Linked DNA regions of Danio rerio: regions 2 and 3 are each linked to region 1. Evidence: chromatin contacts called from public HiCAR-type and Micro-C data. All regions are on one chromosome and are shown on one strand. The core of a region is the stretch at or near the end of the contact, and the rest is flanking DNA. Distances in the headings are between cores, read along the strand shown.

What was found. Hi-C and Micro-C count contacts between places; a contact is called where the count stands out from the background. HiCAR-type assays count read pairs that join an accessible place to other places.
Region 2: a contact with region 1 is called in a HiCAR-type map of caudal fin, with 11 times the contacts expected there. The contact joins the enhancer-like site here to the promoter of mmadhca in region 1. A contact is called at or near these places in 9 of 18 Hi-C or Micro-C datasets (caudal fin, embryo, hematopoietic stem cells and 2 more) and 3 of 4 datasets of contacts at active chromatin or transcription factors (caudal fin, embryo and gastrula embryo).
Region 3: a contact with region 1 is called in a Micro-C map of caudal fin, with 16 times the contacts expected there. The contact joins the promoter of rnd3a here to the promoter of mmadhca in region 1. A contact is called at or near these places in 2 of 18 Hi-C or Micro-C datasets (caudal fin and an unstated tissue) and 3 of 4 datasets of contacts at active chromatin or transcription factors (caudal fin, embryo and gastrula embryo).

Annotation. Positions count from the first base shown.
Region 1 is chr22:12,285,579-12,289,381 of GRCz12tu, reverse strand. mmadhca (metabolism of cobalamin associated Da) reads right to left here and starts at 2,180. Exons shown (of 8, transcript NM_001002453.1): 1 at 2,143-2,180; 2 at 644-684; 3 at 417-561. The coding sequence starts at 652.
Region 2 is chr22:12,093,619-12,097,421 of GRCz12tu, reverse strand. LOC103909565 (a long non-coding RNA gene) reads right to left here. Exons shown (of 3, transcript XR_659537.4): 2 at 2,712-2,860; 3 at 1,391-2,589. Among named protein-coding and RNA genes, the nearest start is that of rnd3a, 27 kb to the left of the region's middle. Within about 2 kb of position 1,946, at least 3 of the 62 cell types and tissues checked have an H3K27ac peak or open chromatin away from gene starts, as enhancers often do. A contact at or near this core is called in caudal fin, where this site is marked.
Region 3 is chr22:12,120,802-12,124,604 of GRCz12tu, reverse strand. It overlaps rnd3a (Rho family GTPase 3a), which reads right to left and starts at 2,120. Exons shown (of 5, transcript NM_199522.1): 1 at 1,797-2,120; 2 at 1,592-1,679. The coding sequence starts at 1,946.

The sequences.
Region 1 (3,803 bases), core at 931-3,430:
ATAACCTGCTCATCATCATAGAAATCATTTTACACAATAATATAAAAAAATGCATAACATCTCTGATACTATTAATACTGATATAATCCTGCAATGTGACTATAGCGAATACACATTGTCATATCAATGCTCAAATGATATATTGTTCAGCCCTACAATCAAGACTCTACAACTTCATCGTACGTTTGATTTTATTTATCTACTTTATGCTGGTAATTCGTTAATTATATTTTCTGCAAAAGCACTCTATAAAATCATGCCAAAGAATATAAAAGTATTCATTATTTCCAAATCGAGTTATTTGCAAATCGCAGAAAAATAAAAATAACGCAATATGCGCTTTTTTTTCCAATATCACCCAACCCTAATTTATACGACAAAAAAGCAGTAGAATAAGTATGGGATTTGGGACGCACCTGTATTTTGAGACGGTACAGCAATATAGGGCTCATCTGATCCAGACGACCCTGCGGCTGAAAACGCTCGAACTGCCAGAATTTTCTGAGCCAAAGAGTGAACGACAGACGAGTGGCTCACCTGCCTGACCCTCCTGCACAACACCTGCATATCACACACACAATCAATTACAACACTGACACAAACACACACACACAAAGAGTTGAAGCAGCGGATCCACACTCACACTCGCCATGACGCTGCACACGACTCCACTACAACTGCAACCTGCAACACACGAACACACCACACATTCATTTAATTTAAGCTGATTGATATTAAAAGACAAACATAATGTTGAATAATAGGAATAATTTTTTTTTATTATTTTTGTCTCTTTTTTTTTAATTAAACAATTATTTGTATTGGTCATGTAAGGGTCATATATTAACTGAACTTTTACTGTAGCGTGTGAGTGCTGTTCATACTAATTAGCATTTTTGCAGAAGTAGATAAATACAGGTCCAAAATTAAATTCAGCTCTGCAGAAACTTCCTGTCTGAAGAAGTGTTAAAACTGAACAGAAAGTTGTATGCTTTTTTGTTGTGCAGAGAATTAGTAGAAAAAGAGGAAGTATGTCTGGGGTGCAGCCAATGGAGGACTGAACAATGACTGACAAATGACGTTACACCAAAAACTCCACCTGTTAATATCAGTTGTGTATATATGCTGGAGTCAGGAAATGTATGTTAGTTGTGAACCTCTTGCATGTAATTATTGTATTCCAATAGGGTAATGTAACCCAGAGCTCTGTCATCGAATTATTCATTTGTATCTAATAAATTACTAATATTTTTGGCATTGAAGAAAACCCTCTCCAGACCTTTTCTTATTGAACACACATGGAATTGGCTAGATATTCCAACAATAATAATGACTATAATACTGAGGGGCAAGACAGTGAAAGTGAAGAGGGTAAGAAATTAACTAATGATTATCATTACATTGAGAATCAACAAATTCTTTTGTTTGTTTTACAAGTTTTCTAAAGTCTAATGTTTAAATATGCAATAAATAAACTAATAATCCATTAACTTATACTTACTAATGCTTAACTAAACCAATACCCTACATTTCAACGAAAAAATGTAAATCTTGGATAAAGTCTGCTTTAAAAATATAGCTTATTTTACATATAGCAATCCTAGTTATACATGTTTGTTTTTTAAGTCACACTTGCATGAGATTTTAGACCAAATATTCAAGGTAGCGTTTCACAACAATTACACATTTACTACATTAGTTGCAAATGTGTAGAAGAAATATCATCAAAATATAGCGTTTATACTTGTTGTATTACATTAAATAACATTTAATTCGATAAAAATAACAGCATTTATTTTTGTTGCTCATTATCAATAAACCGACTAAATAAACGAGTGACAACATAACATTAAACATGAACATTCGGACAGAAACACATATATGTGAAAGAACTGACATCTCAGAGGTAAATTACGCTTTTATTTACTTTAAATCATCTTTAAACACATCAAACCAAAACAAACACTCACTGTTTTGATCCGCTCACTTTCACTTCAAACACGATTAAACGCTCGACTTCAGCGTCAAACTAACATTCACAAACTCTTCTGAGGCCACGGAATGACATGTCACAGGTTTAAAGGTGATTTGTGGTTATTTTACGGTGTTTATAAGGTAAAGAACAGCGTGTTCTTCGCTTACCTTGCTTGCCTTCACCAGATTCTGCTGATCACGTTTTCACCAAAGTCGTGACGTCATGACGGAGAGCCGCAAGTCCAAAAGCCGCGAAAACACACAGGAGACAACAAAAACAAGGAGTTAAATTAAAAAAAGGAAATCTAAATGTTAACGTTCGCAATATTAATATTAAAAACAAATCATTTAATGTTAAACACTTCAGAATATATACACACAAATATATTTATTCATAATAAATGTATTTATTTTTTTAACATCATGGCTGTATCAAACATGATTAATGTAGTAAATGAATTAATGTAATGGCAAAACTGTTTAATACAATTTAGATATATATATATATGAGATATAAAAATAAACAGTTAGCAATACCATTGCATTATAAATCCCTTTTTATTTGTATGGTAGATTATTATACAAACAAATAAAATAGAAAAAAATATGATATAGACAGTAAAATATACATTTTTAAATACATATTAATATTAACAAACCACACATACAAATGCATGTTCTGTTTATTTTTCCACACACTCACACACACACACACACACACACACACACACACACACACATATATATATATATATACATATATACATACATTCAGTACATATACAGATATATACATACATACATATACACATATATATATATGCATGTGTGTGTGTGTGTGTAATATTTTTTCTATTTTATTTGTTTTTTTATAATGTATGATACACATGTATTTGACAAATATATAAACAAAGCCATATAATTAATACAAAAGTTTTAATAATAAAAATGTATAATTAAAAATGTAATATTTTGTTAAAGAAAAAAAGAGAGAGAAGGAAAAAAAGAAAGAAGAAAAGAAAGAAAAAGAGAAAGAAAGAAAAAAGAAAGAAAGAAGAGAAAGAAAGAAACAGAAAAAATAAAGACACAGAAAAAATAAAGAAAGTAAGAAAGAAAATAGAGGGATAGATAAAAAGAAAAAATAGGAAAGAAAAGAAAAGAAAAAACAAAGAAATAAAGAAAAAGGAAAAGAAAAGAAAGTATGAAAGAAAGAGAAAGAGAGAAAAAATAAGGAAAGAAAGAAAGAAAAAAAGGAAGAGGGAAAGAAAGAAAGGAAAGAAAAAAAGAAAAAAGAAAGAAGAAATGAAAGAGAGAAAGGAAAGAAAAAAACAAAAAAGAGGAAAAGAAAGATAAAGAAATAAAAAAGAATGAAAAGAAAGAAAAAAACAAAGGAGAGATAGAGGGAAAAAACGAAAGAAAAAAGAAGAAAGTGAAAAAAGAAAGGCAAAAAGAAATAAAGAATAAAGAAACAATGAAACAGAAAAAGAAAGAAGAAAAAAGAGGGATAGATATAAAAAGGGCATAAATATAAAGAAAAAAGGAGGAAAGAAAGAGAGAAAGGAAAGAAAGAAAAGAAGGAAAGAAAAAATGAAAGAAAAAAACAAAGAAAGAAAGAGAAGTAAGGAAAGAAAGAGAAAGAAAGAAAGAAAGAAAGAAACGTAGTGGCCCACTAGTACTATTTAGAGTGGTGTATAGTAGTCTTGTTTTTGACTTAAGTACTTTAGTTAAGTATAAGAATAGTGACAACTATCACAAATACGTTGTGGTTACATTGAATATATTTCTATGACTGTTATTCATTTTTCAGACATCACTCTATTGATGATATC
Region 2 (3,803 bases), core at 697-3,196, 190 kb after region 1:
AGTTACAAAAACACCTCCATTTTGAACATGCATTGAAACTTTGTACTCAGAAAAGTACAATAAAGAACTCAATGTTATATCATGTTTTCAGAGTACTTGACCTTTAGAGTTTAAGTCTAAGTTTACGTTTACACAACAATGTAGACAAAATTGTAAGTTTTTCCTTGTGTTTGAAAAAATTTAATATCCGTAAAAATGACCAAAACCACTGTAATATGTATGCCAGGCACGTATTTGTTGCTGTCATCTTGTTAGTAAACAGTACCTGTTGGAAAGCTACACGCATCCGACACTTTATTAGGTACACCTGTCCAGATAATACGCAGAATTCTAATCAGCCAATCACAGGGCAGCAACTCAATGCATTTAGGCGTGTAGTCATGGTCAAGACGATCTGCTGCAGTTCAAACTGAGCATCAGAATGGGGAAGAAAGATTTAAGTGATTTTGAATGTGAGATGGTTGTTGGTGCTTGACAGGCTGGTCTGAGTATTTCAGAAACTGCTGATCTGCTGAGATTTTCACACACAACCATCTCTAGGGTTTACAGAGAATGGTCTAAAAAAGAGAAAATATCCAGTGAGCGGCAGTTCTGTGAGTGCAAATGCCTTGTTGATGGTCAGAGGAGAATGGCCAGACTGGTTCGAGCTGATAGAAAGGCAACAGTAACTCAAATAACCACTCGTTTCAACTGAGGTATGCAGAAGAGCATCTCTGAATGCACAACATGTTGAACCTTGAGGCGGATGGGCTACAGCAGCAGAAGACCACACCAGGTGCCAGTCCTGTTAGCTAAGAACGGGAAAATGAGGCTACAATTCGCACAGGCTCACCAAAATTGGACAATAGAAGATTGTAAAAACGTTGCCTGGTCTGATGAGTCTTGATTTCTGCTGCGACATTCAGATGGTGGGGTTAGAATTTGCCGTCAACAACATGAAAGCATGGATCTATCCTGCCTTGTATTAACAGTTCAGGCTGGTGGTGGTGGTGTAATGGCGTGGGGGATATTTTATTGGCACTCTTTGGGACCATTATTACCAATTGAGCATCGTGTCAACGCCACAACCTACCTGAGTATTATTGCTGACCTTGTCCATCCCTTTATGACCACAATGTACCCATCTTTTGATGGCTACTACTTCCAGCAAGATGACACGCCATGTCATAAAGCGTGAATCATCTCAGACTGGTTTCTTAAACGTGACAATGAGTTCACTGTACTCAAATGGCCTCCACAGCCACCAGAGCTCAATCCAATAGAGCACCTTTGGGATGTGGTGGAACAAGATTCACATCATGGATGTGCAGCCAGCAAATACGCTTTTGGTTTTAATGCAAAGTAAATACACACTTTGCTGATGAAGCATTAGCAAATATGTTCTACGCCATTGCTGTTTGTTTGCATTTGTATTTAATCTACACCTCCCAAAACAAGTAATATGCATGTGTATGACAACATCTTTTTCAAAGACTTGTGTTTTTTTTTTTTTTTGGGGGGGGGGGGGGGGGACATTACAAGAACATTACAAGAGACTCCAAAACCTAAAACAAATGGGTCAGATAAGGGAGACATCCAAAATATGTACTGTTGGTTTGCCTCCAAGAAAGTGGTTGAGAAACACTTTTATAATTGACCCCCTAAACACACCCATTATAACAGCATGGTAGAAATGGAGGAGTTATTTTGGTGCTGTTACCAAGATAGCAGAATAATTTAAATAGCATAGCTTTAAGAAAGTGCCAGTTCTGTTGATTATAATGGGAGGTATCTACATTTGTACCTAAAGCTGGAGTTGTAGTCCAGACAGACACTTGGCACTAATACATGGCAGATCTTGAGGGCAGTGAATACAGAATGACATATCACTAGTAACACCCAGTCTGACTAAATTAACACAGAAAACTAGATTACCCATGAAGCTGTACAGGGAATTCCACCAATCAGAGAGGCACAGCAAGCAAAGTGCCACATAAAGATTCTTAGCTACGCCCGCTATGACATCACTTATGGCAAGACTCCCAAAACACTTGGATATTTGGATATTTTGCAATAAACTTGAAACGTATTTCTAACAATAGATGAATAGTTCAATATTTCTTCATAATTTTTAGTGTTATTTGCACTGCTTCACTGTATACATCAAGTACATGGTTGGGTACCTTCATCTTTAGGTTAGACTTTCACATACTTTAGCTTTAAAGACTCTAAGTTAGCTAGCAGTCCTTTCCGAACATCCTCTAGTCATACAAAACAGCAAGTCAACATGCCAAAATGTGTTTGTGCTCTGTTAGGAATTCTCATTAAAATCTGTCACCTGAATCACACCCTCCGTGCTGATGCATACTGAGATTGGTATTCCCAGTAAAAAGTCCTGCCTTTGTTTTTCCATATGGCTCTGGCATGTTAGCATCATTACACTGGAGCTGTTAGCCTGCAGCTATGGATATTAGCATAGCATGAAAATCCCCTCCGTCCAGGCCGGCTGCCAGTCGCCTGCAGACGCATCTGTGTGAGCTGTTTTCCAGACAACTAGTGATGTCTCTCTCCTATAGATGAATCATCTCAGGTGGGTGCTCGAGCCAAAAGCTGTTAGGAAAGTAGTATAAACTTTAGGAAATGTACGTCGTGAAGGCCTTCAGGGCGTTTGTTTGCGCTTTTGACATATGGACTTTTAGATGTATTATGACTGAGAAAGAAATGGTTCTCACCGTCTTTACCCATCTGTTGCCTCCAGAAACGGTCTCATTTCTCTTCTTCCTCTGCAGGATCTCCACTGAGACAGGACGAAAACATTCGGAGGCATTGAAATGCGTTTTCTGCAGAGCGCGCCATCGCTCAGACCAATAAACACGAGCACCTGAGGGATTGCATCTATCAAAACCTGAGAGAAGAGGACGGCCAAACAAAGTCTGATCTATCTATCATTTCATTTATAAAACCTATTGAAAAGCCGTCACGAATCGTAAGAAAAAAAGGATAGAGAGGTATGGGAGATAAAGTAACTACAGCAGATAAATCACAGCTGATCTGTCACCTGCAGTTTCACATTGAGACGGTGTTTAAGACGGATGCAGGGAGTGCATTTAACCCCAGTGGAGGACCTGAGTGAGAGCAGGACCTTGCCAATTATTCTACCCTTAATTCATCACGGGAACCCACACTGGTCTGACATAGAGGTGGTGCAAAACAGCAGGTAAACCTAATTCTGGACAAATGTAAAGGCAGCACTCTTACTAACACAAAACACATGCTGGTTTTAGTGGTTCATGAGGACTCTCCATGGGCAGAGTGTATTTTACAGTAAAAACACTTGTTATTTGGATTTATCCTCTCCTTATCCCTGTATCAAACTCTTAACCAGAAACCAGGGGCAAATTCTGAAGGTCAAAAAAATAAATAAATAAAATAACGTTAAGTATGCTTTTTAAGTGTTTTAAATTATGAGGACACAGGGAATGTGGCGTCAACAACATGAAAGCATGGATCCATCCTGCCTTGTATCAACAGTTCAGGCTGGTGGTGGTGGTGTAATGGTGTGGGGGATATTTTTTGCCACACTTTGGGCCTATTAGTACCAATTTAGCATCGTGTCAATGCCACAGTATTGCTGACCATGTCCATCTCTTTAAGACCACAGTGTACCCATCTTCTGATGGCTACTTCTAGCAGGATAACGCACCATGTCATAAAGCACGAATCATCTCCGGTTGGTTTCTTGAACAAATCTCAATCCAATAGTGCGCCTTGCGGGATGTGGTGGAACGGGAGATTAGCATCATGAATGTGCAGCAGACAAATCA
Region 3 (3,803 bases), core at 871-3,370, 160 kb after region 1:
TAGATGTTTAGCATTTAACTGGACCACACACAGCACCAAACAACTAAAGCCCCAGGTTCAGGTCTGAATGCAGTTTACCCCAGATCATAACTAAGCTCCAAAGAGGCCACCGTCTAAAGCAGGCTGTCTGGCTGGATGCTTTACGGGGCCTGTGATTACCTCCAGACAGCAGGTCTGATCTCTCCTGGGTGATCCGAGCACGAGCTCTGGAAACTTACCAATAGCCTACATCCAGACAGGCTGAGCCAAGACCCTATTCTAATTTGCCTGTGTGGTCACGGCGGTTTGGTTTTGTTAAACGAGTGAATGGCGGCATGACCCCAGCTGTGGCAACAGTTCTGCTTTCATTTGTTTATCCAAAACATCATTTAGCGCAACGTTCCTCGTGATGCCATCCTAACATTCCTTAAAAGTGAGGTGTCCGTGGATCATGTTCCACAGATGGGTGGAGTGTGCGAGAGTGTGTTAGCAGGGTGTGTGTGTGTGTGTGTGTGATTAAATGCTTGGCAGGCTGTGGTACTGACTCAACAACTGAGAATCGTTCAACCGCTCCGAAAAAGAAAGAAAAAAGCTATTAAACAAACCCAGATTTTCCCCCAGGCGTAAACGTAAGCGCTAGCAATCACATCATTACCCCCGCACAATGCACTGCCGCATCAAAATGATGAAATGTTTACAGGCTTCAAGATGAAAGACAACAAGTCTGGACATGTTTTGAACCTTGTTAATGAACTAAATAGTCATAACAACATTATGAATTAATATCAAGTGAAACTGAAACAATACATTAATGACATTAATTTTTTATGTTAAAGGGACAGTTCACACAAAACTGAAAATTCTGTCATCACTTACTCATCCTTCACTTGTTCCAAACCTGTTTGACTTTCTTCAGTTGAACACAAAGGAAAATATTTCAAAGCAAATTGGAAACCTGTACCATCAATTGTATTAGTTTTTCCTACTATGGAAGTCAGTGGTTTTCAGCTTTCTTCAAGATATTTTCATCAAAAAATAGGTTAGCAGCTACACGAGGGAGAGTAAACAGTGAACAAAATGTTCTCTTTTGGGTGAACGGTCCCTTTTAACAACCACACTGTACAACAATATGATATTATATTGTGGCATTGGAGTATATTTAGCTTGCATATTAAATTATACCACACATTTTTGAGTAAACTATCCATTTAAGAACGACACTATACAACAAAATGACATTATATTATGGCATTAGAGTATACTAAGCTTGCATTTCAATTACACCACAAATGTTTGGGTATTACAATAATTATTGTTTAATCTTAGCAACTGTTGAGATTATGTATACCGTTTTACTTAAAACGAAATAAGCTAAAGTTCATCCTAAATGTTATTACATGTATATGGTAATGTGTGTTTTACTATAAGCAAACAACATACAAACTCGTAATTATATTTAAAACATGTTTACAAGGGGGTCCTTGCTCTGGCTCTCTATAAACCAAGGGGTCTTGAGAAACGCCAGTGAACAGACTTGACTATACACATTCAACATTTACACTTAAAACTAAACACAAACGCACGCAAGACGACAACAAAATTTGAGACTCACCTGAGGTGTCCCACAGGCTGAGCTCTATTCTCTGCTTGTCAATCTCAAAACTTGCTGTGTAATTCTCAAACACAGTGGGGACATAATTCTAAGATGAATAAACAGAGCAAATGTCACTAAACATGCAGATAGATACATAAATGAATGCAAAAAACTACATATACAGACGCAGCTGCGCGCACCCGCTGGATTTTACGCATCTCACCTCAGGGAAACAGTCCTTGGCAAAAACGTGGAGCAGAGCGGTTTTCCCACACTGACTGTCCCCCACGACCACGATCTTACATTTGAGGCTCTGACTCGGATCCATTCCGGGCTGAAGGGACAGTTTCTGGATAGATCTTCTCTCCTTCATTGATTGTCTTTACGCGCAAGTCCGCGGAGGTGCTCAACGGAGGGGACGCGCACAAACGCACCGCTTTCTGTAATCACTCTGGGAAAGGTGTGGATTTTTCCCTCGGTCCGTGTCCTGATCTCTCACTCCCCCTCACTCACTCCTGCAGGGATATTCATCAACTGCTTGAATTCCTGCCCTCTCACTTTTTGGGGATGTGCCGTGTTTTATATGCGTCTGGTAAACCAATGGCTGTCCTTGAAGACACTCGCAGACCCTCCCCTTCGCTTTAACAGGGAGAGGGAAAGAGCGCAACCTACAGGCCTCAAGTACGGCTACATGGCGTACAGTATATGAAGATGTATGGGTAGTTGACAAAACAGCCAGTAAGAATGCTTTGTATTTGTAAAACACATTACTAAAAAGTAAAAATACGTATATTTATGTTGTTTAAAGTGTAATGTTTGAGAAAATATTAGTGTCCACTAACTTTTACAATAACAATTCTCACAAAATTTCTTTTTTTTTTATGAACGGCATCTTAAATGCGTCCTATGGTGTGACAAAACTTAAAAAAACCAACAAATAACGTGAGAGCGATTTATTGTTATAATTGGACGCATCTTCATACTATGGTGGCCGAGAGAGCTTAATGTGCTGTAATTTAAGAAAACACATGCAGTTACAAAAAACAACAGCAAAGAAAAAAACTTCATCTGTTTGACAGCTCACATACTGCAAATCGTCACAACGCAAACACATTTCAAAAAATAAAAACATGCTGCATTTTCACGCAAAACAAACAAATAAATAAAACGTGCTGCATTTTCTCACAACACTTTCAAATAGCACAGAACACAGTAGAAATGTTTCAAGGGGACCCAAAAAAATAACACCCAGCGATTTAGGTTATGGTTGTTTAGCCTAATAAAATACAAATGGCAAGGGAATCAGTATGTTAATATGAACAAACAAAAAAAACTCACCTTTTAAAGATTACCTACAAATTCACTGAGCAATACTCACAGAACACGTTTTTGGGTCCCATTGAAACATTTCCATTATTACAATGTTTTTGCAAGTGTTGTGAGAAAATGCAGCAGGTTTTTGTAAATTGTTTGCGTTGTGAGAAAACGCAGCATGTTTTATTAATTTGTTTGTGTCGTGTGAAAATGCAGCGCGCTTTATTAATTGGTTTGCGTTGTGTGAAAATACAGCGCATTGTATTAATTTGTTTGCATTGTGTAAAAAATGCAGTGCGCTTAATTAATTTGTTTATGTTGTGTGAAAATGCAGTGCATTTTATTAATTTGTTTGCGTTGTGAGAAAATGCAGCATGTTTTATTAATTTCCTTGCTTTGAGAAAATTCAGCGCGCTTTATTAAATTGTATACATTGTGAGAAAATGCAGCGAGTTTTATTAATTTGTTTGCGCTGTATGAAAATGCAGAGTGTTTTATTAAATTGTTTGCGTTGTGAGAAAATGCAGCGCGTTTTTAAAATTTGTTTGCGTTAAAAATGCAGAATGTTTTTTAATGTGTAGATGCATTGTGGAGATTTGCAGAATATGTGCTGTCAAACGGTTTAAGAACTGTCCTTAATTTGCAAGCGTTATTTGTACATGCATGTGTTTTCTTAAATTGCATGATAAGCTCTCTTAGCCACCATATTATACAGTGCTATTTATTGTTTATAAAATTTTGAATAATAATTTTCTCCATGACTTGATGAACGTTTTCAATAAATGGGTGTCCCACCAAAGGACAACAAACGTAACAATTTTATAGTGGCTCCAAAAAAGAAAGACAGAGACTTAACAGGTGCACATCATATGCTTCACAGGGGGCTTCAGTCACATAATCCTGAATGAGGTCCTTT